2 separate regions of the Sus scrofa genome follow, and region 2 is linked to region 1. A link is a contact called in public promoter capture Hi-C data. All regions are on one chromosome and are shown on one strand. The core of a region is the stretch at or near the end of the contact, and the rest is flanking DNA. Distances in the headings are between cores, read along the strand shown. Region 1 holds the start of ITIH1 (inter-alpha-trypsin inhibitor heavy chain 1). Region 2 holds the start of ITIH4 (inter-alpha-trypsin inhibitor heavy chain family, member 4).

Region 1 (7,248 bases), core at 2,235-4,734:
CTTTGTGAGTGGGTCAGGAGAAAGTATGGTTGAAGCTGAGAGACCTGGAGGGCTATGGGCTGGGTCAGATGGAGGAGTCAGCAGGGGCCAGACCACTTAGGACATAAAAGTGTGTTAGGGAAAGGCTAAAGCAGATCAACCTTTAAAAACAATGACCCTGGGAGTTCCTACGCCAGAGCCCCAGCAACGCCAGATCTGAGCCGCATCTGCAACCTACAACTCACAGCAACACCGGATCCTTAGCCCATTGAGCAAGGCCAGGGATTGAACCCAAAACCTCATGGTTCCTAGTCAGATTCTCCTCCACTGTGCCACGACGAGAACTCCTCTAAAAACTCTTTAAATTCAGTAATAATCCAGTTTTTTTAATGAGCAAAAGATGCAAGAGACTCAACATAGATGTATAAATGGCAAATAGTACATGAAAAGATACTCAACTTGGAGTTCCCATCGTGGCACAGTGGTTAACGAATCCGACTAGGAACCATGAGGTTGCGGGTTCGGTCCCTGCCCTTGCTCAGTGGGTTAATGATCCGGCGTTGCCGCGAGCTGTGGTGTGGGTTGCAGACACGGCTTGGATCCCGCGTTGCTGTGGCTCTGGTGTAGGCCCTTGGCTACAGCTCCGATTAGACCCCGAGCCTGGGAACCTCCATTTGCCGCGGGAGCGGCCCAAGAAATAGCAAAAAAAAAAAAAAAAAAAATGACCCTGGCTGCTGCCAGAGTAGACTGTTGTTGCAGAGTGGGGGTAGGGAGAGCAGCTGTCTAGGGGAGAGGTGAGGGTGGCTTGGACTCAGTGGTGACTGGGGATTTGAAGAGAAGTAAATGGATCAGAAAGATACTTAGAGGATTGGAGATGGGGGTGGAGGGGAGGTGGAGAGTTTAAGGGAGGGAGCCATCCAGGATGCCACCCAGCTTACTGGCTTGGATGCCTGGATGGATGGTGGTGGCCCTTACCGGGGGGAGGGGGGGGATGGGACCAACAAGAGGAAGAAGACCAGACTTGGTAGTGAGGAGGCAAGAAAAGTCATGATCTCAGTTTGGACATATCAGATTGAGGGGCCCTGAGCAGGTTTGGGACTCTGTGCTTTCCCATGGGCATCAGCACAGCCACCTTCTCAAACCTCCAGACTCAATCTTTAGCAAGTTCAGCTGCTTCACATTTACCCATCACTTCCCACCCTCAATCCCCTCCCCCAAATTCCACAGGATGAGTCTACCAATCCTCTTCATCTGTCACATGGGAGCCGTAATAGTATCCATCTCCTGGGGGTAGCTGTAAGCAGTAAACAAATTGGGGCCCAAAAGACGCTGAGAAGTGGGCCAGCTGCTAGTCACTGTTAGCTCTCCCCATGCCTTTTCTCCTCCCAGGCCATACAAATATGTTTTTCATACATTCTGTGGAGCAGCTTGGTGCTAACCATCTCCCACCAGCCTAGTCTTTTTTTTTTTTTTTTTAATCTTTTTAGGGCCACACCCATGGCACGGGTTCATTAACTGTTGAGCCACAACGGGAAGTCCCCCAAAGCTCAGTCTTGATCTTGCCATGCTCCTGCTCAAAATATCTTTAGTGTTTCCTACTCAAAAAGATAGGTCACTTTCAGAGTTCTCCTTGTGGCTCAGCAGTAATGAACCCAACTAATATCTACGAGGACGTAGGTTCAGTCCCTGGCCCCACTCACTGGGTTAAGGATCCGGCATTGCCATGAGCTGTGGTGTAGGTCACAGACATGGCTCAGATCCCTCGTTGCTGTGGCTGTGGCATAGGCCAGCAGCTATAGCTCCGATTCAGTCCCTAGCCTGGGAATTTCCATATGTCACAGGTGTGGCCCTAAAAAGACCGAAAAAAAAAAAAAAAAAGAAAGAAAGAAAGAAAAGATAGTTCACTTTCAGAGCCCTGTGACAGTGGGTCCAAACCATTTCCCAGCCTCCTTCCCCTTCCCTCTTCATTAGGTACTGCTCTTGCACACAGACACCTTCCCCTTCCCCAATCATGCTTCACACTTACCTGTTTTTCTAACATATCTATTTTTCTCTCCCTCCCCTCCCCACCTCCCATTCCTGAGTGCTGCTCTGTTTACCAGGCACCTCCTCTAGGAGCCTTCTCCAAGGCCCTGCAGGAGATGATCTCTACCCTTTCCAGATTTCCACAGCTTCCTCAGGCTCCTCCTTAGCTTCTGACCACTCCTAGGATTCAATGGGCTTCCTTTGACTTGTCTGACTCCTTTTCCCAAGGCATCAGCCCACTGAACACTGGGAGGCAGTTGAGTTTCATCATTGTGGTGTCCTGATGCCTGGAAATGTGCCCAACCCAACACAAGCCTTGTGTGGATACTGGTGCAGGAAATCATCAGAACCCCCAACATACTGTTTCATGTTGATTCATCTCATCTTCCACAGAAAACAGTCCAGAAGGGCATTCTTGCTTGGGGATAATAAACACTTACCCAGAAGCTGCTCTGTGAGACAAAGTCCAGAACAAGCAAACAAGATCAAAGAAGCCTCTGGGCCCCCTGGCCATATCAGGGTCATGGCCACCAGTGCATCCCAACCAGGGCCATAGAGTGGATTGACCAAGGGTGGTGTCTGCCCAGTGTGCTGTGGCTTGTTGGGGACAGGGAGGGTTTAATGCATAAAACTTGAGAAATTGCAGGTACAAAATGGGTCTCTGAGAACTTTGACTGCTTCTTCTGTCCTCCTAACAAAGCAGAGGACATTTCTGTAATTAAGTGATAGACTTGGGCTTTGGGGTCTAAAAGATTTGGGTTTCAACACCTGCTCTTTCACTTGCTGTGGGACCAGTGTTCCAGGAACACCATGAGGATAAAATTAGATCATAAAGGGCTTAGAGCAATGCATGGCTCATATTGTGCCCTCCATCATGAAAGCATGGCCTTCAGCCTTATCTCCACTGTACCTGCCAAGCATCCCTACCCAGGAGGAACAATGAAGCTTACTTCTGCTCTTCTTTCCAAATCTGGCTGTCCTAAAGTATGTGCCACCCATTACGTATCCCCAGAACTGTTCAGACTCTCTCTGGCAGAACTATTAGAGTTGGTGCCAGAAACGAGGATATGGGCAGACACTCTCTAAGCCAGCATATCTGCTTCCCTGGACAACGTGTGACTTTCTGAAAAGTCTGTTGATGCTTAAAGAATTTGGGGAGAGGAACATCTAACGAAGTTGAGAAATTCTTATTAAACTGTGGCTTCTTGACACATGCCACAGTATCACTGTGTTGCCTCAGTGCCACAGACCCAGGATTAAATGGCCACCTGGGTCTTCACAATTCATGCCAGCTGAGTGCAGTTCTATTTCGAGGGGCACACTCTGAGTCTGGTCAGGAGTTTACACTGTTGGGAATCCCCCCAAGGAGAAAGCTATTACTGTCAAATTTTATCCCCCAAATGTAATATTTGCCTTTGCCTTGTCTAATGTTTAATCCATGTTTGTCCAGCATTTTATTGATTAATGGTCTGAGTGAAGTGATAAGGCAGCAAGAGGCTTGAGTCCATGGACGGCACCATGGGGCTGCAGGGGCTGCTCTGCCTGTGCCTGGCGTCCCACCTCGCCCTGCAGGCCATGCCCACTCAAGGTTCACCCACAGACAGTACCAAAGGCAACAAGGTATGTGAGTAAATCCCTGGGCCAGAAACAGGCAGCTGAGCCCAGATGGGGCCTCAGGGACCGGGGCTAAACTCACACGCCTCTACCTCCTCTGAATGGAGAGGTGACCTCCCAGCAGCATGGGGAAGGTGAGGTCGAGGGGTAGAGGACATAGGCCACATCCTGCTCCCATCCCTTAACAGGTAGGACCTGTTCCCCTGAGCGTTTGCACTCATACTTGCCCCTCCCGGTTTTGCTTTACAGAAGCAACAGGCTATGGACACAGTGAGTGAGAGTCTTGGCAAAAGGGTCTGTGGTGGGGCCCTTATTCCAGCCTGTTCTCCCTGTGCTTCAGGGCGTGCCCTGGGCAGACAGACGACAGACGCCTGTCTCCTGCAGATGGAGGCTTCCCCGCCTCCACCTCATGCCCCACAGCATGGTCTCAGGCATAGAGAGCGGCCCCTGTGTCTGAGATGGGTGCCGAGGCCTCTCATGGCTCAGAGGCTCCATCCCAGGCCACCTCTCTCACGTCTGTCTCACTTTAGGCCGTCAATGGTGTGGTCATTCGGAGTTTGAAAGTCAACTGCAAGGTCACCTCTCGCTTCGCCCACTACGTCGTCACCAGCCAAGTGGTCAACAACGCCAACAAAGCCAAGGAAGTGGCCTTCGATGTGGAAATCCCCAAGACAGCCTTCATCAGCGACTTTGCCATGTATGTGCTCTGATGGCTTTGCCAGTCCCAGCCCGCAGCCACAGCTCAGAGTGGTCAGAAAGCCCAGCCCATCCCCTCATCCCCAGGGGCCACAGACCACCCCAGACTGTGAGGCACGAAAAAGCCCTTTAGGTCTGCTCTGGGCTCCCATCTTGGAGAGCAAACTAGAGCCTCTGACAGGATATCTTCAGCCTAGGGCCCGAGGAGCAAAAGCAGGCATCCAAGGCTTCTTGTGGGACCCTGTGGCCATGGATGCCCACCTCCCTGTCGGGGGATGCACTCACCTAGACAGGGCCTCTTCAGGACCTGGGCTGGCGTCACCTCTAATAGGAAGGGTCTGCATGGCTGGGGAGGGGCACCTCCCTGAAGGCTTCTTCCTCCCTGTAGCACAGCAGATGAAAACACATTTGTGGGGGACATAAAGGACAAAGTGACTGCATGGAAGCAGTACCGGAAAGCAGCCATTTCAGGAGAGAATTCTGGCCTCGTCAGGTGAGTTCTGGACGCTGCAGTTTTGGTCCCTGGTATGCCCTCCCTGCCAGGTTGGATCTGAGCGCTGCAACTCCAGGCTGGGGGAAGGGAGCAAACTCCCCAAAGCCACTGCTGGCACAGCCCCCCTGGACAAGGCTGGTGTTGACCTGCCTGTCTCCCACACGAGCCTCTGGAGAAACGGGGCCCTGGCCACATAATCCTGATCAGCCAGCTAAGACAAGAGCGAGGGTCAAGGCAATCTGAGAGCAGCACTTAAATAAGAGAGTTTGATTTTGAGGGCCATGCTTTAGGTGACAAGGACCCTCCTGTCACTTACCACTTGTCTGTTTATTGTTGCCCCGGTGGTATGTCCAGGGCCTCAGGGAGAACAATGGAGCAATTTACCATCCACGTCACCATTGGTCCTCGGAGCAAGGCCACATTCCAGCTAACCTACGAGGAGGTGCTGAGGCGCAAGCTTACGCAGTATGACATTGTCATCAAGGTCAAACCCAAGCAGCTGGTGCAGCATTTTGAGGTAGATCACAGGCGACCACATGTGGGGCAAGGTCTCTGGAGCTGGGCTCCTGCCGCTCCCTTACTGTGGCCTGGCGCCCACCTTGTGCCTATGCTGTCCCAGGCCTGAGCACACGGAGAGGGCACTGCTCCTCAGGGTGGGCTCTGATGGCTCCTCATGGGTAGGGAGTTCCCTGAACTTTCCAACCTCCTCCTCTCGGAGCCTTGGCTTGCTCATCTGTTTAATGGGGGTTTTGCGTGTCTCGGGACTGCTGTAAGGATCATACGAGATATTGAATGTCAGGGAGTTTGTAAGCCAGAAAGTCCTGGGCAGCCTGAGGCACTAGGATTGTCATGGCACTTCGGTGGTAGCCAAATGGACGCGTGCAGACATGCACCCGTTCATTTGGCCAGTATTTTTGGAGCCAGGCCCTTTGCGGAGGGTTGGGTGGGCACTACACATAAGAGGTGACCAGGATTCACGCTGGCTCTCAGCTGAGACTTGATGATGGCTTCCAAATGGGCGCCTTGGCGCAGGAATTGCTTCAATGCCACAGATCGACGTGGACATCTTTGAGCCCCAGGGGATCAGCAAGCTGGATGCCCAGGCCTCCTTCCTTTCCAAGGAAGCAGCAGCCCAACTCATCAAGAAGTCCTTCTCAGGGAAAAAGGTGTGTGGGATGGCTGGGGTGGTGATGGGCCCTCAGAGACTTCTCAGCTTGGCCCAACCAGGCAGGGGCTGCAGGCTGCCCTAGAGGTGAGAGATAGGGGACCTTGGCGCTCAGATTCTCAAAGCCACATGGCAAGAGCCTGTGCTGAGGCTGGGGAAGTATCCAACTGGCTGCCCAGACTGGGGTGAGTTGCTGACTTGCTTAAGCCTCAGTTTCCTCTTGGCCTCTCTCACACCCATGGGAATGCATTCAAGGAAATATAGGGCACACACGCAAACCTGAGGTGCTGTTACAGTCAGGATTCCAAGCTTGGAAAGGTCTCTGGCCTACACCCAGTCACTTGCCATGTGGCTCTTTCCACCCATCTGCAGGAATCCCAGAAGCCCCCTGCTCATACCTGCCCTAGGTCCTCGAGGAGTGTGGCATCTGAGTGGATAATACCCAGCTAGTGCTCTGCTTCCTAACTTGCCTTCCACTACAGCCAGAAGCAAACCATTTATTCCCCTCCTACCTTGGTAGTGATTCCATAACAATTCACTCAGAAGAAATATTTCTTCCAGTTTTGGAGGGGTCCCTTTGAAAAAAATATGATACCTCAGAGTGTTAGCAAACATGCTTGCATTCAATAGGAGACCAAGCAGATTGGTGTCTTCCTAATAATTTATTTGATTTGATTTGCTTTTTAGGACCACACCCATGGCATATGGAGGTTCCCAGCCTAGGGGTCTAATCAGACCTGTAGCCACAGGCCTACACCAGAGTCACAGCAATGTCAGATCCAAGCCGCACCTGCAACCTACACCACAGCTCATGGCAACACCAGATCTTTAACCCACTGAGTGAGGCCAGGGATCAAACCAACATCCTCATGGATAGTTGGGTTCATTACCACTGAGCCATGATGGGAACTCCCTTTTTAAAAGTTTTTTAATGAGCATATTTTATTTTATTTTTTTGGTCATTCCCATGGCATGTGGAAGTTCCCAGGACAGGGATCAAACCCCTGCCACAACAGAGACCCAAGCCACAGCAGTGGCAATGCTAGAGCCTTAACCTGAGGATCCACCAGGGAACTCCCTGTTTTACTTTTATAACAAACAAACAAAAAGTAAAAAGAAAAATATATTTAAAGAAAGTGTGGGAATTTTCTTGTGGCGCAGTGGGTTAAGAATCCAGCGTTGTCACTGCAGCAACTTGGGTCGCTGCTATGGGATGCGCTCTTTGGATCCCTAGCCTAGGAACTTTTACATGCCATGGATGGAGCCAAAAATAAAA
Region 2 (7,248 bases), core at 1,461-3,960, 52 kb after region 1:
GCTCCACCTGGGACTGCTGTGAAAGGGTGAGAGTGTACAGGGGTTGCTGGGAGAGGGCAGCCAGGGCGTTAGGATCAAGTGTCCCTCCTCCCCACCGTCCTGGTCACAATTTAACTCTGGACTAGGGATGGAGCTGGTGCTGGGCCATAGGGCTCCTCCTCGTAAATGCCCAGTTGGGGTCCCCTGCCCCCTGCTTCCCTTTCATGCAGCAATAGGAGCGGGGCTCAGAAAGGAGTGCAAGTCCTGGGCCCTCAGATGTGACAGGATAGAAGCTTGCCAGTCATGGCACCTACACGGGAGGCAGGGGGCAGCCTGCAAAGCCCATGCTGCAAGTTGGGCAGTGTAGATCTGGCTCCAGGGTTAGGAAAAGCAGGGCTGTTTGGGGGTGGGGTGGGTAGAGAGATAAGAAAGAGCCAACCACAGGGACCTTGCCCCCACCACAGGTTTCCAAAAGTCTCAGGGTGTGCTGGGGCCTCCTCCTGAAACACTTGCTCTCTGCCTCATCACCCATCACCCTCCCTGAGTTTCCGACATCCGCCTTTCTCAACCACAGCCTCTCCTGTGGGGCCAGGGACAGACAGAGTTCTCTTGCATTTAGCAAATATTGCAAAACTGAGTTGGGAAGGGGGTGGGAGGACAGTAGAGGACGTGGTGAGTATCACAGGGTCCAGGCAAACTCCAGGGAACTCCCAGTGCAGCCTCTGACCCAGAACAGACCCACCTCAGTGGTATCCCAGTTGAGGGTGGAGGACCAGTCTGCCATAGAACTTCTGTGACAAGAAGGTGGTCCCTCTCTCCTTGAGGCAGTGCTTCGTTGCAGGGCAGCCCAAGGGCTAGGAAATGTTCTGTATTCTGAGCTGGAATCTGCCTTTTGGTGACTCCCTCCTACCTAGTCTTGGCCTCAGGAGGCCCCAAGTCTGTACTTCTCAAAGGTGAAGACACAAAGATGCCATGATTCTCCACCTGCCACCCAAGCAGCCTGAGGGATAATGGATGGATGAAGAGAAGGAGAGATGGATGGCAGGAGGGATGCAGCAGGGGCGGGGTGGGGGCATCTCTGACAATGCAAGACGTTCCTGGCTTAAGCCTGTGGTCCCTGTATTGCCTACAGGTGGGGCACATCCACCTCAGGCATAGATTCTGGCACACCTCACATCAGAAGAAGGGACTCTCTTCTTGATGGGGCACAGGGGCCATGGCATCACAGGGGAGAGGGGCCAAGGAGGAGGGCAGGAGGGCACCTACATGGAGAAGTTGGTGATGAAAGCCTTCTTGGGCAGCTCCATCTGGAAGGTGGCCTCCTGCACAGCACTGCCCTTGTTGACCACTCGGCTGGTAACGACTGTGTGGGCAAATCGGGACGAGACCTTGGAGTCCACGGTGAGACTGTAGATGTTGATGTCATTCTGGACCAGTGAAGGAGGAATGGTTTGATTGTTCCAACTGCTCTTCAAGAGTGGGTCTCATCCTTAGTCCCAGACCAAGCCCTGGCCCCCAACCTAGCCACTGATCAGGTCTCAGGCCAAATCCCATGAAGTATTTCAAATGTGAACCTTGGTCTCAAATCAGAGGCAGATGTGTGCTTCCTTCCCCACCTGACAGGGCCACGGGGCAAGGGCCCATCTGTCTTGTTCAGTGGGGGCCTTTGTGCCCTTTGGAGAACAAGCAGGTAAGGGGTGGGGAGTGGAGTCTGAGCACCAGCGTATCTGGGAGGGACTCACTTATCCCTGGGGCAGAGGTGAGCAGCAGAGGGCCCTGCCTGATCAAGGAGCTTCCATGCCATCTTAGCTTTGCCCAGTGAAAATGCAGTGAACAAGTCCTTTGGGGAAAAGAGCTCCTGCCAGCCTCCCCCCAGGAACCTGCAGGAGCTGGGAGAATTGGAGATAAGTAGGGTCCATCTCTAGGGCTGGGCATCTTCTACACTGCCGCCATTCCCCCCACAGCCACAGGGCCTCCCTGATGTTCTGTCCCTCCCCACAAGGCACTCCCCAGGCCTGTGTGCTTCACCTGAGGTCTGCGGTCTCCAAGGAAGAGCAAGTGCACACAGGCAGAGTCTACACAGCTCCTGCCTGGCTGCATACGGCACGCTTGTGCTTAGCACCGAGGTGCGTGGTGGCCCACTGGCTTGTTGACATGTGAGTATCTGCTCTGTGCCAGGCGCTGTACTCAGCACTTTATAGCACTAGAAGGTCCACCTTTGCCACAAACCTTGGACCAGCTCTATGATCAACTTGTTCTCAATGAGGAAATGGAAGCAGAGAAAGCATCAATAACTTCCATGAGGTCACACAGCCAGAGAGCTAAGAGAGAAGCCTGAGGCCCATTCCTATCCACCTCTCCCCTCCAGGGCAACTCGCTAGACTGCACCTCCTGCCCTTGAACTGGAAATAACAGGATCACCGCTTCAAGTAAATGCAGGACTCTTCATAGTGAGAGTCCTAAGAATGCTGCCTGGCGGATGGGCAGCATCACTTCTCTGTACACACACAATGACTTGTGCTCATTTGCACTTACACACTTGCACACACTGAGGCTCTCCTCCCCTTCACCCACACACAAGCTGGCCCCACTCACACTCGGGTGCACACACAGAGGCGCCTATGGACGCCCTCTACCTTGTGGGCCGTGGTGCTCTGAAGGACAGCCAGCAGCAAGGGCAGGACCAGCAGAAGGCCGTAGGCACCAGTAGGGGAGAGGGTCTTCATTTTGGCTCCTCTGCCTGTCAGGCTGGCTTCTGAACTTAAGAAGAAGCGTGGAATGAATTAGTAACTTGCCTGCTGCCCCGCCCCTGTGGGGGCAGGTTCTGGGAAATTGGGATCTGCACGCCAAAAACCCCAGCGGCTCAGATAAGCAGGCAAACTATGAACATCCTGTGGACCTTGACTGGGGACGGGAACATGTACTGAGGAGGGGCAGGCTTCAGGTGGCAGTGGGTATTGGCGCCCCACCTGAAAGGTCCAGAACCTTCTCAGGCCACTACCACCCCTCATACCAGTCATTCCACTAAGCCTCCCAGGGCTGGGGGACACGCAGTGAACTGGCCAGCTCTCTTTAAGCCCAGAATGGGTGAAGCAGAGGGATAGCCAGGCAGAGGAGGGCCAGAGGGTGGCTTCCAGGAGGCAGGGGCCAGAGGCCAGGTCAGAGTGACTGGGCAGTGGGGCCCCAAAGGCACCCAGCAGTCCTTGGGGTGCCCGAGTGGGGCACGCTCTGCTGGGGCCAAAGCAGGATGGCTATATGCCTTACTTCTGGAGCGAGAGGGGCTGAGCCAAAGGGCCTCCCTTCTCTCTGTTGGGGCCCCACTATTCTAGCCAGGACTCTTTGTGCAACTCCAGCAAGGCCTCCTAAACATGTGGTTCGCAATACAAAGTGAAAGCCATAAAGAGGCCCACACTTTGCGGCCCCGAGGTCTCACTCGATCCAAGGAATTTCCTGAAACAGAAGCACAGAACAGAAAGCACAGAGCTCTTGAAAGGGGTGACTTGGGGGTGGGGGGTATGTATGCTTAGGCGGCCTACGTGGAGGTCAGTCACGCCAAGGGAGTCCGTGAGTCACAGCTTGAGAACGGGTAGAAGGCCGATCCATGCCAAGGTGGTGCCGCTGTTGTGAGCCCAGACCCACGAGAGGGTGGCTAGAGGGTCTGGGGTAGGACTACCAATGACTTTTTTCAGTTTTCCTTTAATAAAGTTGAAAGGCTGCTTTCCTAACAAATAATAAAGTGAATAAATATTAGGGGTTCTGGACGCAGCTAGTGCTTATGTCCTTGTGGCTTTGAAAGCTTGGCTCCTGAGTCCATGGCCAAAGATGGGATAAAGATGCTTCAGCAAAGTGGCCAGGTGCCAAATCCTGGGTCAGGGAAGAGGGCTCAGTGGCACTAGGGGAGCTAGGGGAGGGCGCCATCTTCAGGGCCTACTCGGGGTCTTGGGGCAGTGACTTTACTTGCAAGGGTCAGGAAGGCGGCTTCCCTTCTAGCCCTGCCTCGGTCAATGCCAGCAGCACACGCCTCTAGGGAAGGGCATCATAGACCTCAGAGCTGTGTCTGTGGTTGCAAGTGAACATTCCCCTTCCTTAGCATGACGACAGCCAAAAGCCTCATCTCTGTGAGCACCTGTACTGCCCGCCCTTTGGCTCTGGATATGGCTGGGATTAAACGGGAAGACGTACTCCTACAGCAATCTGGGGAAAGAGCCGCCCCCAACCCTGAGGAGCCTAGTGAGCAGGCCTGGGCCCTGTCCCCACAGGTCTGCTCCCTTGGGGCAGAGAGCACAGGCCTGGCCTGAAAATAGCTAAATAAGGAGGCCGGGCTGGCCAAGAACGTGGGAAAGCCTCCATGCAGCCCGTCCCACCTGCCCAGGGGACTGGCAGGACGTCACTGCAGGCATCGGCCCCTAGCCAGTCACTGCCACTCCAGCCCTGGACCGTCCATGGTCTTGCTGTCCCAGCCGGGCAGGCCTCTGCAGTCCCCTGAATCTGACAGCTCCACACACAGAGACACTGAGGCATGAAGTGGAAAGAATCTTGAAGCGCCGGGGAGAACCTGGTGCTCATGTGGCTCACACAGAGCTGTGGGAGTGGCAAGGTGGGGCCTCGCCCCCAGTTTGGGAGCGGTGATGGTAGCTCAGGAAGCGACTGCCACTGGCCAGAGAGGTGCCTCGACCTGGCTTTGTCTTTGAAGTGGGGGCAAGCTGGCAGGGAGGCGATATAAACAAGGGGAGGGGGCTTTGAGGATCCTGAGCCTGGGGGTCCCTGGAGGCACCTCAGTGGTTTCTGTGGAAGACAGGGGTGGGGGGAAGGTGAGCCCCAGACCCCGCCTGCTTCACTCTGAGCAGTGTGACTATGGCCCGTTTTACATAATAGTCTCTCCTGTCACATACAAGGGTTAATGAGGCTCAAAAAGGGAGGGGAGATGATCTGAGGCTACGCAGGTCAGCACCAGGGCTCCATGTCCAAAGCTCTTTCTTGTGTGTGGCAGTGGCCCTAAGAGCACGTGCATTCCTCTGAGACCCTTCCAAAAGTTTTGAACAGTTCAGAACATGCCTCATAGCCACCTGCCCTTCCCTCCCCTGCATTTAGTGACCAGGGCCAGTGACCAACACCCTCCAAACGCTGGGGCCCCTTGGGCATCCTCTTTATTGGTGCTTCGCAGGTGCTGGTGCAGAGTCCCTGGGCTGAAGGGCAAGGGCTGTGGGGGAGGGGTGGCAGTCCCAAAGGTGGCAGGTGAGAAGGTATATCTTGGCATAAAAAAGAATTCTTGGGAAAGGTTCCTGTGTTGCTGGTGGTGAGGAGGGTAGTGTGCACTTCTCAGCCAAAGACACTCTTGGCGGGTCCAGCTTTGGGCTTCTCGAAGACGGTCTCTGTGCCAGTCCGAGCACGGCTGAACACCGACGGGGCAGCAGAACCGGCTTGCTCTGCGGTAAGGATGGGGAGGAGGTGTGATCAGGGTCAGCCTGGCTTCCGAGGGAGGGAAGCCCCTTGTGTGGGGAGCACCCCCCTGAGCCCAGGAGCTCTGGACTCTTAGAATGTGAGGACCCGAGTGACCCCCCCCCCGCCTTGCCCCCCACCTCCAGAGAATACTCACCACACTCCCGCATGACCTGGTAGGTCTTGGACTTGATCTCCTGGTTCTTGGCCAAGTTCCCTCGGGCCCCCTTCAGGTCCTCCTCCTTCGCAGGGGGGCGCTTCTTCTTGATGGGGGCTTCCTGAGTGCCAGCAGTGGGAAGCCCAGAGCCTCATCTTACAACCCGAGTCCTCAAGCCTGAGAGTCCCCCTCCACTCGGTGCCCTGGCCCTGAGACCCCTTTCCCTGCTCACTGAACTCAGGCCAATTCAAGGTCCCATTCCACTTCTAGGAAGTCTTCCCAAGTCTACCTCATACTGACCACCCTGAGTCTCTGCCCTTCTCCCCCAGACTGGGAGCCCTGGAGCCATGGCTGTCGTAGCCTCTCAGTGTCTGCCTGTCTAGTTAAGCTCAGGCCTGGGCACAATAGGAAAGGGACTGGCTTTGAGGCTGAATGTCAAAGCTTTTGGTGAATCCCAAGATCTGCCCACCGGGTGGAACAGGGTCCTTCCCTTAGGGACCGTCCCCTCCCCCAAAATTCCCAGTGTTTCCCTTGTGTGCTTTGGAGTGGTGGATTCAGATGCCACCAAGCCAAAGTCCCAAGTCAGCACCCACCTGTGGAGCAGGCAGCAAGGACAACCCTCCTCTTAATAGGCTGGTGGGTTTGTCTCTCTGGTGCTGTGGACATTTAGCCTCAGTACCTACCTAGCCCTTAACCCCAGGAGCCTGTCAGTCTGAGGCCTTATTCCTTCCTTAGCCCTGGGGGCAGGTCCAAGTCCTCCCTGGTCCCCGATTCTGTGCTCCTAGAACATAGTACACCCCTGCACCAGATACAGCCTCCTGGGGAGACGCTGGGGCACAGCTGTGCAGCTACAGATCCTGCTTCACATGCGTGCACACAGACACAGCCTCAAACATACACAACTCAACACATACAAGCAGCTCCCTTACACACAAACATCTCCAAGTACCACACACACTTTCCCCACTTCTCCAAACCAACCAGGGAAGGCCACAAATGCTAAGATTAACAGGGGTTCCTTAGGCTAAGTGGGTATCTGGGTTGTTCTCCCTGAGCCCAGGCCCTCCAGAGGCAGAGCCTCTTGTGTTTATCGCTAGAGCTCAGCTCATGACACAGTTGCCAGAGATGACAGTGTCCATCTGCCACCCCCGCAGCCCTGACACCAGCAGGGTTTGTGTTGGGTCCCCCTACCTGGGACATGGTGGGTGCGGTGGAGAGCTGCTCCCTGGCCGGCAGTGGCTGTGGAAGAGATCTCAGTGGCACCCAGCCCTCCGAAGCTTATATAGTCGGCTTGCCTGTCCTGGGAAGTCACTCCCCCTCCTCCAACAGCTCCCTGATGATTCAGATCCACATAGTCACTGGCTTCAGAGTTTATTCTTGGAGATGATGGGGGCTTGCTGAGCACTGCTGCCTGGGGGGCTGCAGCCCTGGTGAAAGCAGTCAGCTGGGGAGACCCTGTACCCTTGGGAACAGCTGTTCTCTTGCAGGCGGGAGGTGCTGGAACTGGCGCTGACTGGTGTTTAGGAACGCAGGTCCTGTAATGTGCCTGTGGCAGTCCGAGCTGTCCATCTTTGATAGTCCATCCCATTGTGGGGGGGTGTCCCAGAGGAAAGGGAGGGCCCTGAGCCAGGGTGGACACTCCGAGCTTGTTTTCTTTCTCTTCTACTCTGTCC

The links. Promoter capture Hi-C pulls out the DNA fragments that hold promoters and counts their contacts.
Region 2: a promoter capture Hi-C map of liver shows a contact between it and region 1, with 5 times the contacts expected there. The contact joins the promoter of ITIH4 here to the promoter of ITIH1 in region 1. A contact is called at or near these places in 2 of 5 promoter capture datasets (both in liver), 5 of 47 Hi-C or Micro-C datasets (fetal liver, liver and skeletal muscle) and 2 of 2 datasets of contacts at active chromatin or transcription factors (alveolar macrophages and skeletal muscle).

The regions. Positions count from the first base shown.
Region 1 is chr13:34,888,855-34,896,102 of Sscrofa11.1, forward strand. ITIH1 (inter-alpha-trypsin inhibitor heavy chain 1) reads left to right here and starts at 3,485. Exons shown (of 21, transcript NM_213924.2): 1 at 3,485-3,624; 2 at 4,149-4,315; 3 at 4,703-4,807; 4 at 5,162-5,324; 5 at 5,860-5,973. The coding sequence starts at 3,511. NEK4 (serine/threonine-protein kinase Nek4) reads right to left here. Exons shown (of 18, transcript XM_021068940.1): 2 at 4,600-4,696.
Region 2 is chr13:34,941,159-34,948,406 of Sscrofa11.1, forward strand. ITIH4 (inter-alpha-trypsin inhibitor heavy chain family, member 4) reads right to left here and starts at 2,711. Exons shown (of 27, transcript NM_001001537.1): 1 at 2,616-2,711; 2 at 1,246-1,406. The coding sequence starts at 2,705. It overlaps LOC100153598 (store-operated calcium entry regulator STIMATE), which reads right to left. Exons shown (of 10, transcript XM_021068951.1): 9 at 5,576-5,710; 10 at 5,102-5,405. The coding sequence ends at 5,299.